2 separate regions of the Gossypium hirsutum genome follow, and region 2 is linked to region 1. A link is a contact called in public Hi-C data. All regions are on one chromosome and are shown on one strand. Each heading gives the region's core, a stretch centred on a gene start, on an enhancer-like site or on the middle of the called end of the contact. The rest is flanking DNA. Distances are from core to core; before and after follow the strand shown. Region 1 holds the start of LOC107962433 (2,3-bisphosphoglycerate-dependent phosphoglycerate mutase 1). Region 2 holds the start of LOC107962458 (zinc finger CCCH domain-containing protein 15 homolog).

Evidence for each region. Hi-C and Micro-C count contacts between places; a contact is called where the count stands out from the background.
Region 2: a contact with region 1 is called in a Hi-C map of leaf, with 1.8 times the contacts expected there. The contact joins the promoter of LOC107962458 here to the promoter of LOC107962433 in region 1. A contact is called at or near these places in 2 of 34 Hi-C or Micro-C datasets (both in leaf).

What each region holds. Positions count from the first base shown.
Region 1 is chrA06:5,267,847-5,273,660 of Gossypium_hirsutum_v2.1, forward strand. It overlaps LOC107962433 (2,3-bisphosphoglycerate-dependent phosphoglycerate mutase 1), which reads right to left and starts at 2,663. Exons shown (of 9, transcript XM_016898828.2): 1 at 2,474-2,663; 2 at 1,719-1,984; 3 at 1,275-1,498; 4 at 982-1,100; 5 at 684-840; 6 at 491-592; 7 at 271-390. The coding sequence starts at 1,983. It overlaps LOC107962435 (phosphatidylinositol transfer protein 3), which reads left to right. Exons shown (of 7, transcript XM_016898830.2): 7 at 1-122.
Region 2 is chrA06:5,631,655-5,638,231 of Gossypium_hirsutum_v2.1, forward strand. LOC107962458 (zinc finger CCCH domain-containing protein 15 homolog) reads left to right here and starts at 2,998. Exons shown (of 3, transcript XM_016898859.2): 1 at 2,998-3,199; 2 at 3,559-3,710; 3 at 4,045-4,430. The coding sequence starts at 3,615. The coding sequence ends at 4,179.

The DNA of each region.
Region 1 (5,814 bases), core at 1,413-3,912:
ACAGAAGTTCCGAGGCCATTCCTCAAGCTCTAAGACTTTAAGCATGGACCAAGGAAAAGTTTGAAAACCCAAACATTTCTTGATTCCCTACCTCCTTTCCTTCTCAAAAAGTACTGAAAAAGCAACTACTTGGTCCTTTGTTATTTCCAAAGCTCTTTTATAAATTTCTTGCTTCATGAAGCAAAATCACATATATAAAAGCAGTAGAACAAACTAATTTTACACAGGTCCATGACATATCAATAATAATGCTGAGAGGAAGTTGCATACCCTAGTGTAAGCGTAGACTCCAGCCTCTGTTGGTGCTACTGGACTTCCCCTCCTAATGAACTTTCCCTCTTTAAAAATGTAAAGCATGGGTATCCCAGTGGATAGTTCTAAAGTAATAACCTGTCCCGTGAAGAATACAAAATGAATACAGCATAATAAGAAAAAGAGTACTAGGAAAAATTGAAAACATCCCGAATGGAACCGAAAGAAGGATCCATACCTCCTGGGAGGTTAGTTTGTCAAGATACATGATAATGGATCTTAATGAATTCCCATGGGCAGAAATCAAGATATTCTTTCCAGATAAAAGTTGGGGTTCAATCTGCAAATTAAGATTTGCTATGAGGCGCTACTATGTCGTATTAAAGGACTTCAATCATTTGATGATAGATAAAACCGGATATAGAAGTTACATTATCTCTGAAATATGCAACAGCTCTTTCAGCACACATTTCCAAACTCTCGCCATTGGGTGGGGGTATATCATAACTTCTGCGCCACTCGTGAACTTTTTCATGACCAAATTTATCCGCAGTTTCCTGTTTATTCAGACCTTGTAATTCTCCATACCTGCACGAAGAAGATAGTAAATGACTGATTCATGCAAGAAAAATGAAAAAAATCTGAGGCAGCCAATAAGAGGACGTCAGAAAGGCATTGGCAATATGACTTGATTAGTCATGATATGGAGAAAAAGAAAAAAAAGATTACATTCTTTCATTCAATTTCCAAGATGTTATAACAGGAATCGATTGTTCTATGGTGTCTTCACTGTATATTTTACTCCACGCTCTTGCTCGCTCATCCTCATTATGAAGGATAATTGGCACCTATCATCAGGTCAATATTAATAGGTTATCAGTCTAATCAATCAAAGAATGACAAAATAACTGCTCTTGGACTTCTAGTAAGTAGATATGAGGTTTTAAATAACTTCGAAACCATCTAACCAAGTCAGTGGTTTTATCAATGGCAGCATCAACTGCCAAGTATCATCAAGTCACCTTCTTGCGGCGATGTCGAGTCATGGCTAGCATAGCAGTCATCTGTGCACGAATTAGTGACGATGTGTATATCATGTCAACAGGTATGTTGCTGATTCTATGACCAGCTTCAATTGCCTCTTCTACTCCCTTATTGGTTAATGGCACATCAGCACAACCTGTAAAAAGGTTCTTCTCATTCCATAAAGACTCACCATGGCGAATCAGTATCAAAGCTACCTCATCTGCAATGAATATCCCGAAAATTAAAGATCAGAATATTCCCCCCAAAAAAGAACCTAATTCTTGTTCCCCAAGTTATGAGGAAATACCAAATCACTTGCATTAGTTGGAATCAATAGTGCAGTTCGATGGCTTATAATCATGAAGGAAGATGGAGCATTGTCATTTGGTATATTATTTGCTAACTGAATTAGAAACTATGTCTAGGACAATCTGGCTTACTTGATTTCATGTGAGAATCAACGGTGTCACTACTTGAGGGAGCTAAAAGAGGACCAACAACAGAGGTTTGAGACGTTGATGCTTGAATAACGTTGAATTTCCTCTTTCCCGAACTATAAATCCCTCTCTTTGAGAACTCAACTTCCAACTTAAACCCCTTGGGAAGCAACCGTACCGAACGGTTCCCGACATTGCAGTGAGTTCTGGAATTGCTGAGAAGCTGAAGAGTTCCTCCAACTGTTTGTTGCAACATAGCATTGGCCATTCTGAAAATCCAAAATAAGCAAAGCAAAGTGCAAATCTAAGAACACCTTCAATAACTAGACAAAAATGAAGCACAAATAGGAAAAAAGAAAGTCATCATTATAGACAAACAAAACACCAATGATTATGCCACTAAGGGATTTTATTCATTCTAAATAAGTAGTTAAATTAGGGTTAAAGGCAAATTTAACAAAGCTCAAATCATCATTAAAAGAGAGGCAACAAACTCAAGAAAAATAAAAAACTTGCAAAGCCATTCATTTAAAGTGAAGAAAGGGCAAATATCTTGGCCGCCAAGAAGACGATCATAGAAACAAGAATTTAGCAAACACCCTATATTTTATAAAATATGACAGATCCAAGAAATAAAAAAGGGAACTCCGATCAAAAGCTCAAAGTTAACATTTCCCATATGGGGTTTTGTTCCATCAATCAAATACACAGTAAAAGTTTCAATACAGAAAAAATGAAGAAGAAAGAAGAAAGCAAACCTTGAAAGACAACAAGTGAGAAGCAAGAAACGCAATGCTGAAAGAGAAAGATGGTATTTAGCGTTGATGGGTACCTGGAAAAACTGACTTTGGGGTGGGGTTTATATAAGAAAACTATAGTTGCAGTTTTTGTTGTTTCTTCAGTAACCTTGAAAAAGCTGGGATTTTCTTGGGTGTTTTCTTGATTTTGTTTTCCCACGTTTTCTGTCTTCTTTTTCAAATTCTGTTATTAGTTATTGAAATATACATAAATTTTGAATTTAATCATTTTTAATCATTATCTTTTTAAAGTTAAGATTTTAATCCTAATTACATCTAAATTTATTATCCAAAATGGCATGATTTTTTTATGAGTATTTTAAAAATAGCAAGCTAAAAAATTGTAATGTATTCGAGTGACTTTTAAAATTTATAATGCGTTTCTTTTCTAAAATATTTTTTTTATTATAGACATTTGTCAGTCTCTTGATACTAAAAGAGGCATAAGATAATTTTTTAAGACTACTTAAAAAGTGAAAAAGTATTATTGATATATCAAATATTAATCTTTTTATAATTAAAACTTTATTATAATAAAAAGGAACACAATGCGTCACCATTATTAATTTCCAAATTTAAAACATATTTAAAATTACAAGTAGAATTATAAAATATATGATTCAAATGATAATCAAAATTAAATTTGGAAAACTTGAAAGGTAAATACTATGTTTGACAACCCTTGATGAGATTGTAAGGACCATACGCTACTTCAACTCCAACAAATGAATAAAGAAAAAGAAGCAACCCTTCAAAGCCTCAAGGTTAAAGCACCTAACTCCATTTTCCAATTCTCCAACCCCCCATCTTTTGGTGGGTTTTTATCTTACACGTGCTTAATGTATCATTCAAGGGCCTTTTTTTTTGTCACACCTACCAAAACCTACCCCAAAATCTGAGGTCTTTGACCAATTTATATTTTGCTTTGTTTTTTTTCCAAGGTAAAAAAGGGGACACTTCATGTTTATGGGGGCCTAATACTTCTTTGCTGGCATCCTAAAGAATATGCTCTAGCATTGTTCTTTTGCCATGGGCTGTTAGGAATCCTGGCCTTTTGCCTTAAAGTTATCCAAATCATATAAAAACTAAATTAAGGTATAACCCAAGTGCAAAAGACCTCTATGGTTTCAACAAATCCAAAACTTATATAATAAATTGTTTTGGGGATTGGAAAATAAATTGGAAGTAAATTCCTGCTGGATGTAAATTATTTCAATATTATGAAATATTGGAAAGAGCATTTATATAAACAAAATCAACGTTTGCAAATTGCTTAGATCTATATGTGGATTTAAGTAAGTATTCTGCTCATCAAATTAAAAATTTGATCAAGCAATCAAAATTTTTAGATTTGAGTAAAACTTAAATGAACCTTGTGTTTATAAACATATTAGGGATGGAAAGGTGATCTTTCTCATTTTAATGTTGATAACATTTTACTCATTGGAAATTGTATAGGGACATTGTTATCGATTAAATTGTGATTAACTCAACAATATAACATAAAGGACTTGAGAAATCCTAACTTTGTTCTAGGTATTCAAGTACTAAGGGATAAAAAAAAAACCAAAATGATAACATTATCACAAGCTTCATACATGGACAAAATATTAGAAAGTTATGCAAATACAGATTCAAAGAAGGGAACTCAACCCTTTGTAGTATGGCTTCATCTTTCTTTGGAGGACTGTCTTAAGATAGTAAAAGAAAGAGAGTACATGAGAAAAGTTCATTATGCTTCGGTAGCAAGAAGTTTCATGTACGCTATGTTATGTACACGTTCAGATATTTGTTTCACAATAGGGTTGGTGAGTCGATATCAAGCGAATCTCGGTCAAAGACACTGGTAACATTACAACAAGATAGGTTAATAGTGACACTCGAGAACTCTAATGAGACACGAAATGGCGTTGTTATAGAGTTTGGCGACGCATTCGCATGCGTCACCACTGGGTATGTCTTCTTAGGGTTGGCGATGCAAAAACTCACACGTCTACATAGCTCAGCCAATGAAGATGCATCCATTGTGTCTCTACATCTAGTTAGTGGAGACGCATTTACGTGACTCTATAGCTCAATCTATGGTGATGCGAGACATGCATCTTCACTGTGTCAGTAGAGAAGCATCCACTGTGTCTCTACCTTTAGTTAGTTAAGACGCATGTATGCGACGCTATAGCCCAGTCTATGGTGACGCGAGACATGCATCTTTATAAGCATATCAATTGAGATGTATCCATTGTGTCTCTACCTTTAGTTAGTGGGGACACATGTGTGCGACACTATAGCTCAGTTTGTAGAGACGTATTGTCTGCGTCTTGATAGCATTGTTAAAGGAGACATATTATTCGTGTCTCTACTTCTGGTCAGCGAAGACACATATTTGTGTTGCATTGTTTGTGTCTCTATAACCTTTTTAGAGAAGACGCATACTTTGTGTTTGTAACACCCCTATACCCGGTTTCACCCAAGGAACCTGATATAGGAATATTACATTTTGTGCCAAAGTGATTTTGGCTAATCACTAATATATTTGAACATTAAAAAAAAGTTTTCACTAAATTAACTTATATTTTAGTCCCTACTACTTGGTACACAGTTGATCTTCCTAAGTACATGCCATTCTATTTAAAATATTGAAACATACCCTCTTGGCACTTGGAGATGTGATGAGATGGATGCTCACAACCTCAACAACAATTCTTCAAAATCACTATACCTACGCGTTGAAAATAAACACGTTAAGTCGGTGAAAACTTAGTAAGTACCGATGATATTCAAATTCTATTAAATTTCTTAATTCCCAATATATCATTTCTTTGTTTATTTATCATATTCATTTGTAACTTTTTACTTATTTCACAATTTAATCCTTAAGTCCTCAAATCAACCTATAAAAATTACTACTCTTTTTATACATGTATCGAATTTCACCATTTAGTGTAATTTTTCTTGATTTCCTCACTATTTCTTTCACAATTTATTTTTACATATTTAACTTACTAGTCATTGTCTTTCTTATACTTCCTCAAATACATTCAAATTACTTACGTTTTCACTTTACTAATTCAACATTTTAAACATGAATCGAAGATAAACCTTTACCTTGTAATGAAAATTATTTACTTTTTTAGCAGAGGCCCAGTAGACTAAACAGAACACTTAGGATATATAAAATTGATATAGAGGTACATTATTATGCACTATTAAACAGAGAGCACTAAAGTGCTATACAGAGAGCACAAATGTGCTAAACAGAGAGCACTAATATACTAATAATCTAAGAGCGGACTAGGGTCCCT
Region 2 (6,577 bases), core at 1,748-4,247, 360 kb after region 1:
ATATTATTTTTAAATATATAAAATACATCAAAAATACTAAAAATATTAAAATAAATATTTCCCAACAAATTGAAAATAAATTTTAAAAAATATGTATACTTATAACTTTAAGATAGATTCAACTTAACAAGCAAATGTCTCTAAAATAATAACATAATTAACAATAAAACGAGTGTTATACAATATATCTAAACAATATGACAAAATTATAACAACATAATAGTGAAATTGTAGCAAAATAGGAGAAAATAAGATTAAAACAACAAAAAAGTAGCAGACTTTTTGTCCTTTTGTGAATTCGGGCTAGGCATGTCTTACCTAAGACCTGTCTTATTTTTTAAACGGACATTATTTTTTTGCCTAAACCTATTTTTTGAGCTTATATTTTTACCCAAACCCTTTCACTTTTTAGACGAGCCTTCGGGCCGGGCTGGATGGCCCAATTCATGAACAGGTCTAGTTGGGATTATCAAAATGCAAATTAAAGTTAGGATTATGTTTAACATGTCACAAGAGGTAAATTGATTATAGAAAAGTTATAATAAATAATTTAATTTGACAATACTAAAATTAAACATGATATGTGTACATATTTGTTGCACATATGCAGGGGGTTCGATTAAAATAATGTGAAATATATTTCATATATTTTAATGCGATAAATTTATTTTATTGAATTTTATTAAAAACTATTTTTAATAAAATTTGATTTTATTTTGAAATAAATTTGATATCCCCTTATGGAAAGGAGTATATCACATTTTTGGCAATAAATCGTAATATTCCTAAGGCTTAAATTTCCATTCAAAACAGTTTTAAATAAATGGAAGGATTAATCCCAACTTTAGGGTTACCAAAATTAAAACTAGCAACAAAATTTGTTCTCCCCAGAAAAGTTCTATGAAATTTTACTGATAAAAATCTTTCAAGTAGATTACGTAGAGGCTAAGATTTCGACATAGACAAAGGGCTATTATAGATAGATTGCACACATCTAAAATATTGGCAAAGACGATAGCACAAAAAAATTATTGACAAAAAATTCTAACTCTAAATATGACAAATTATGAAGGTGAACAACTCCAGATAGTGGTGGACACTACTCATCACACTCTTCAAAATTGTCTCAATACCATGTTAAGGGCAAATGATAGGCAGTATCTTTGGTAATCGATACCATACCACACTTGTAAATCATAAGGAGTCCAATTATTTCAGTAGTAGGAGCTTTAAACGCCATACATAACGCTTTTGAATAGGCATGCCAAAATAGTTTATTTTTAACTATAAGTTGTGGTTCTAACAAAATCATCTAACTATTGGAGATACAATTATCAAGATCTTTGTTTCTAGACATTTCCAGAATTAGTATATATGCCTTTGTTCAGTTAACGGAGAGGATGTAAGTTTTAGTATTTTGATGAATCTCATCTGCAATTACATTTTATAAAAGTTTGTGAATTGATTTTCCAATCATAATACTCATTTGGTTCCTACCGTATCCTTATTTTTTTAAGAATGCACCCAACGATTTAACGAGTAATTTTGGAAAACCAATTAACTAGGTTTTGTTATTGGTAGGGGTGAGTAAAATCCGATTCGATTCGAAAAACTCGATAAAAAATTTAAATTTTGAATTAAATAGTTCGAGTTATTTGAGTTAATCAAGTTATTCGAATCAACTCGAATAAAAAAAATAAGTTTTTCGGTTTAACTCGAATATGAATTATACAATTCGAGTTATCCGAAAATCCAAATAAGAAAAGACAAAACTGCGTAGTTTTGATAAATGTTTACTTTATTAAAAGTTATAATTCAAAATAATTAAGTTAAAAGGTAAAACTACGTCGTTTTGATAAATGTTTACTCATTAAATTAAAAGACTAAATCATTATATTATTCATGTAGTTAAATAATCTTGTACTTCATCTACTAGTTAAATAATCGCTCCATCTAAACATAACATTAAGTATAAATAATAGGATTCGTTAACTCGACTCGATTCGATTCGATTCGAAAAAATTTCAAATTGAGTTCGGTTGCTAAAATAGGATTTGTCAACTCGACTAATTCAAAAATTTTTGACTCGATTCAACTCAACTCAATCGAATACTCACCCCTAGTTATTGGTAAACCGTTTGTTGGAAGGCATATTAGTAGAGCTACATCTTCTATGTCGAAAATCACAAAACAACCTTAGTTTGAAAAATAATTATTTTGAAAAAATAAAATAAAATCCAATACCAATTGTGTATATTTTTTAAAAAAAATATTTATTCAAACAAATTAATTAAAAAACAATATTGAAGATAAAATATGCTTGAATGCATTGAATCCACATCCTCTTACAATGATAATAATATTAATACCAATTTAACTAAGATTTATTCAACAAAATTTGAAAATTTTATTTTATGGTAGAATTAAAAGTAACAAACGAAATAAAATTATAATTTTTTTTTCAAAATAACCTCTTTAAATAAAATTTTGAATATAGAATTTGATTTACACCCCTTTTAAAACTTTTTAAAATTTTAAAATTCTCAATTATTTTTACGTAAATGCATTTTTAAAATTTTAAAAACTTTAGATACAAATAAAAAAATCGACTTGCCTCGTCTCATTTAGTTGTCATTTCTATTAATGACTAGTTTATCATTGAAGTTGGAAATTACTTTTAAAAAATATCATAAAAAAATTGAAATGCTTTCAATAAAATAATTATTTTAAGCACGATGTTGAAGTTAAAAATATATATTTAAATGATATTAAAATTCATTAACATTACAATATATATATGTAATATATAAAGTTTTTTTTTTTGAATATGACTGATATTTATTGGCACAAGGCTCAAGGCAAAAAGATTGAGAAAACTCAGCACAGCTGTAACAGGAAAAAGCAAAGCACACAAAATCAACTAAAGGTACAGTAACATGAAACGACAAACAACAAAGAAAATAACACAGCTGTCAACATAAACAAAATAATAAAAGCACCTAGGGACAATCAAACTCAACAAGAAAAAGAAACGCCCAAAGCCAAGCAGCAAAATCATTCAAGCAATATCAGCCGACCATCTTCTTCAACTTCTGAGAGAGAAAAAAGATTAGTAAAGAAGAAGGACGGGAGCTTTGAATCCGATTTGGAGATTCATCGAACCTTTTCCATTATTCAAAGCGCATCAAGGGAGACTATGGTAACTCTGGTTTCAGTCCAAAATATCCTTCATATGTAATATATAAAATTAAATGATAATAAAATAAGAGAATGACCCATTTAAATCGATGTAAAATTAAGGTAGGATTACATTTTTTTAATATTTATTTGTACAATTAATATTTTAATAATTTAAATATTAAATTCATAAACATAATTATACTTGTAATGCACATAAATTTTAGAACCAATTTAATATCTTTATTTTATTAATCTAAAAATTGTATTTATTAATATTCATAACGATGTAACTAGATCTCTAATCTAATAAGATAATCTATTAAGTAGAAAGGAAAGCACGTTGTTATGTTTATGCTGAACGGTGGCGTTTAACACCAGACCAGTGTAAATTAAACGAGTTTTTCCGTTTGGGGAAAGAGAAAGGAAAAAGGAAAATGGGAGCGGAAGAAGAACAGAGAAAGCAAGAGAACGAACAACCAACCAATAATCCAATTACTGTATCCCAATTCCTCGCTTGGAAGCGCCAAAAGGTATCTCCTTCTTTTCCCTCTCTGTCTCTATTTTTCCTGTATTTAATCTTTAATTTTTCTTTCTAATGATTTAATGCCAATTAGGGTTTTACGTATTTTCCACTTTCTTATTATGTGTTGAATTTAATTTCCAGTTTATGCCCCAAAACTAATGGAACTAAACATTGGATAATTTCGATTTAATATTATATTAAAATTTTTGGGGCAGCAGAGTCCTAAAAAGAAACTAAATTGTCCAGTTTTCTTAATTTTTGTTCAATTACTTCCCTTTTCATATCGGTTGTTCGAACTCAGTTTAGGTTTTTTTCATGTTACAATTCATGTCATTTTGCAGGATGCAGAAACATCAGCTAAGAAAGCTGAGGCAGCTAGAAAGCGTGCTGAAGATATAGCAGCCGGAACCGTGCAAATGAACGGACGGGAGCTTTTCTTACATGAACCTTGGGTTTTTGATAACTCCCAATATTAAGTTAGTTTCAAGGAATGACCATGAAACATTGATTTCAGTAGGTGATACTGCATAGATGCTCTGCCTCTTGAGTTCCCGGTCTTAAATGTCTGTTTATTCAAGAGAAAGTAAAATAAGTCCTATTGGAAAAACAGGTAATTTCTAGGTTTCCGGTTACAGTGTCGACAATGTATTAAATCATTTTACTCTTTCCCATTTGTTGATGCTTAGACTACCTGGATCAATTTATTATTGCCATATTGTTCGATGAACTCTTTTTTGTTACTGTTTTATGGATTTAGCATTTGATTGCCATGTTCATGTATATTGTGGTTTTTTTATATTGTATTTAGGGTTGTCATGACTAGCTTTTATACTAAATAAAATAATAATAAAAGAATAATCTTGATGCATACAAAGGAATTTCTTATGACAACTTTCCTCTGGATTCAATTCTAAGTCTGCGTGCAATCGATATAGATTTCTTAGTCCATACTTGAAAACAGGTCTCATTTCAAATTCTTGTTCGGCTAAAGTATGAAGTTGTCCCTGCAAACACAGAAATAGGCAGTAGATAAATGCGGTTAGATTAGCAGGGTTGGGTTGATTGGTGCTAGCATATGTTATTGCAGGCAGTTGTAGGATTCAGGGCAAGAAAGAATAGGTGATGAGGTCTAATTTGTGAAGCAGGATAATCAAAGCTTACAGCATTTGGTGATACAATTATGCATGAAAACTTTGATTGTAAATACTTGTATGTTTTTTAGAAGGTGATACTCCGCCATGACTTAACTGCATTGCTATCGTAATGTGAATAAAGGGTACTATGCCTTAATAATATAAGTTCGGTAAACTGAATGCCCCCGAATTGGATATGGGCGAGTTCATAAATTAGAAGCTACCTGGTTGGTTCATAACAGTCTCTTCTTTTCGGGTCTTGTTTAGCATAGCTTCAATGCACTTATGGTCTGTTTAGCTAGGGGAATTTGGTTTGCTCCATAGAGAGGGTAGATTAGAGTTCATAATGTCTGTATGATGGATAGAATGGCTAGAAAGTGCTGCCCTAGAACCCTATTGATATTGAGGAATGTTATATGGTTAATTTCTCTTAACCTGCGTATCTAATTGTTTTGGTTAGTATTTGATATACCATCAATGGAATTCAATTTCATGAGCAGGATTCAAATACTGTTATGTTTTTCTAATACGTAGCTTTTACTTGTGTAATCTATTATGATGTATCAAATAATTTTCAAAAAAATTTAAAAATAATACGTAGTTTTGGTCAGACTTGAAATTGATTTGAATTAATTATTTACAATATGATTTAAGTTTATACTCAAATTTTTAACCGGCTCCACCTAACATATTAACACGTCTCTCAGCCAATGTGTGTGGAATTGACATAAGCATGGGTTATTGTACACATTATGGATAATAGAGCTAGAAATGATTTTAAAGTAAAACATCATTTTTTATTATCTTATTTATTTGGTTGGATTACTATTAAAATTTAGGTTTAATATATTATTTAGTATTTAAATTTCACAATTTTTTAATGTGGTGTTTGTGTTATTTTTTTATTGTGGTGCATGTATTTGACAAAACTTGTATATTTTGATACCAAAAGGAATAAGTTTTAACATTTTAATGTTTAATTCGAGTTTTAGGATTGATTTGATGAAAATTCATAATTAATAATAATATTAGTATTAACTTTTATCAAATCCAAATTATATTTAACAGGTACACACAATTAAATAAATTCAAAATTAATATTAAATTTATTTTATTAAAAAATATGAAAATTTAAATTTAATAATATTTGTAATTAATTTTTCTCAATTTAACTTAAAACTTGAATTAAACACTAAAAAGTTAGTCTTGCTACATTAAAAAAGACTCAAATTTGAGTACCAAATGATATATTGAGTCTAAAATTTATTTCCAAAACAAGTTATGTGGTACAATTAGTCTTTGTTTAATTTTATGAAGCGTAGGCTATTTTCATTTTTGTTTTCTTGGAAAATCACTACAGGAAAATAGGGCTTTAGCGGCGTTTGCCGCAAAAATTGTAAAACATAGAGCAATAGCGGCGTTTTACCAAAAACGCCGCTAAAAACAGAGCAATAGCGGCATTTTAGTAAAAAACGCCGCTAAAAACTAGAGTATTAGCGCGCTTTTATTAAAACGCTGCTAAAAACCAGAGCATTAGCGGCGCTTTTGGTAAAACGCCGCTAAAAGTCATATAACCCCTAAACCCCAAAAAATTATAAACACTAATCTATAACCCCTAAAGCAATAATTATTAAAATTTATGGTTATACAATATATTAAATATTTTCTTATATAATCGTTGAATTTAAAATATTGAATTAATTATTATTATAGTTTAAGGTTTATGGTTTAAGATGGTTTA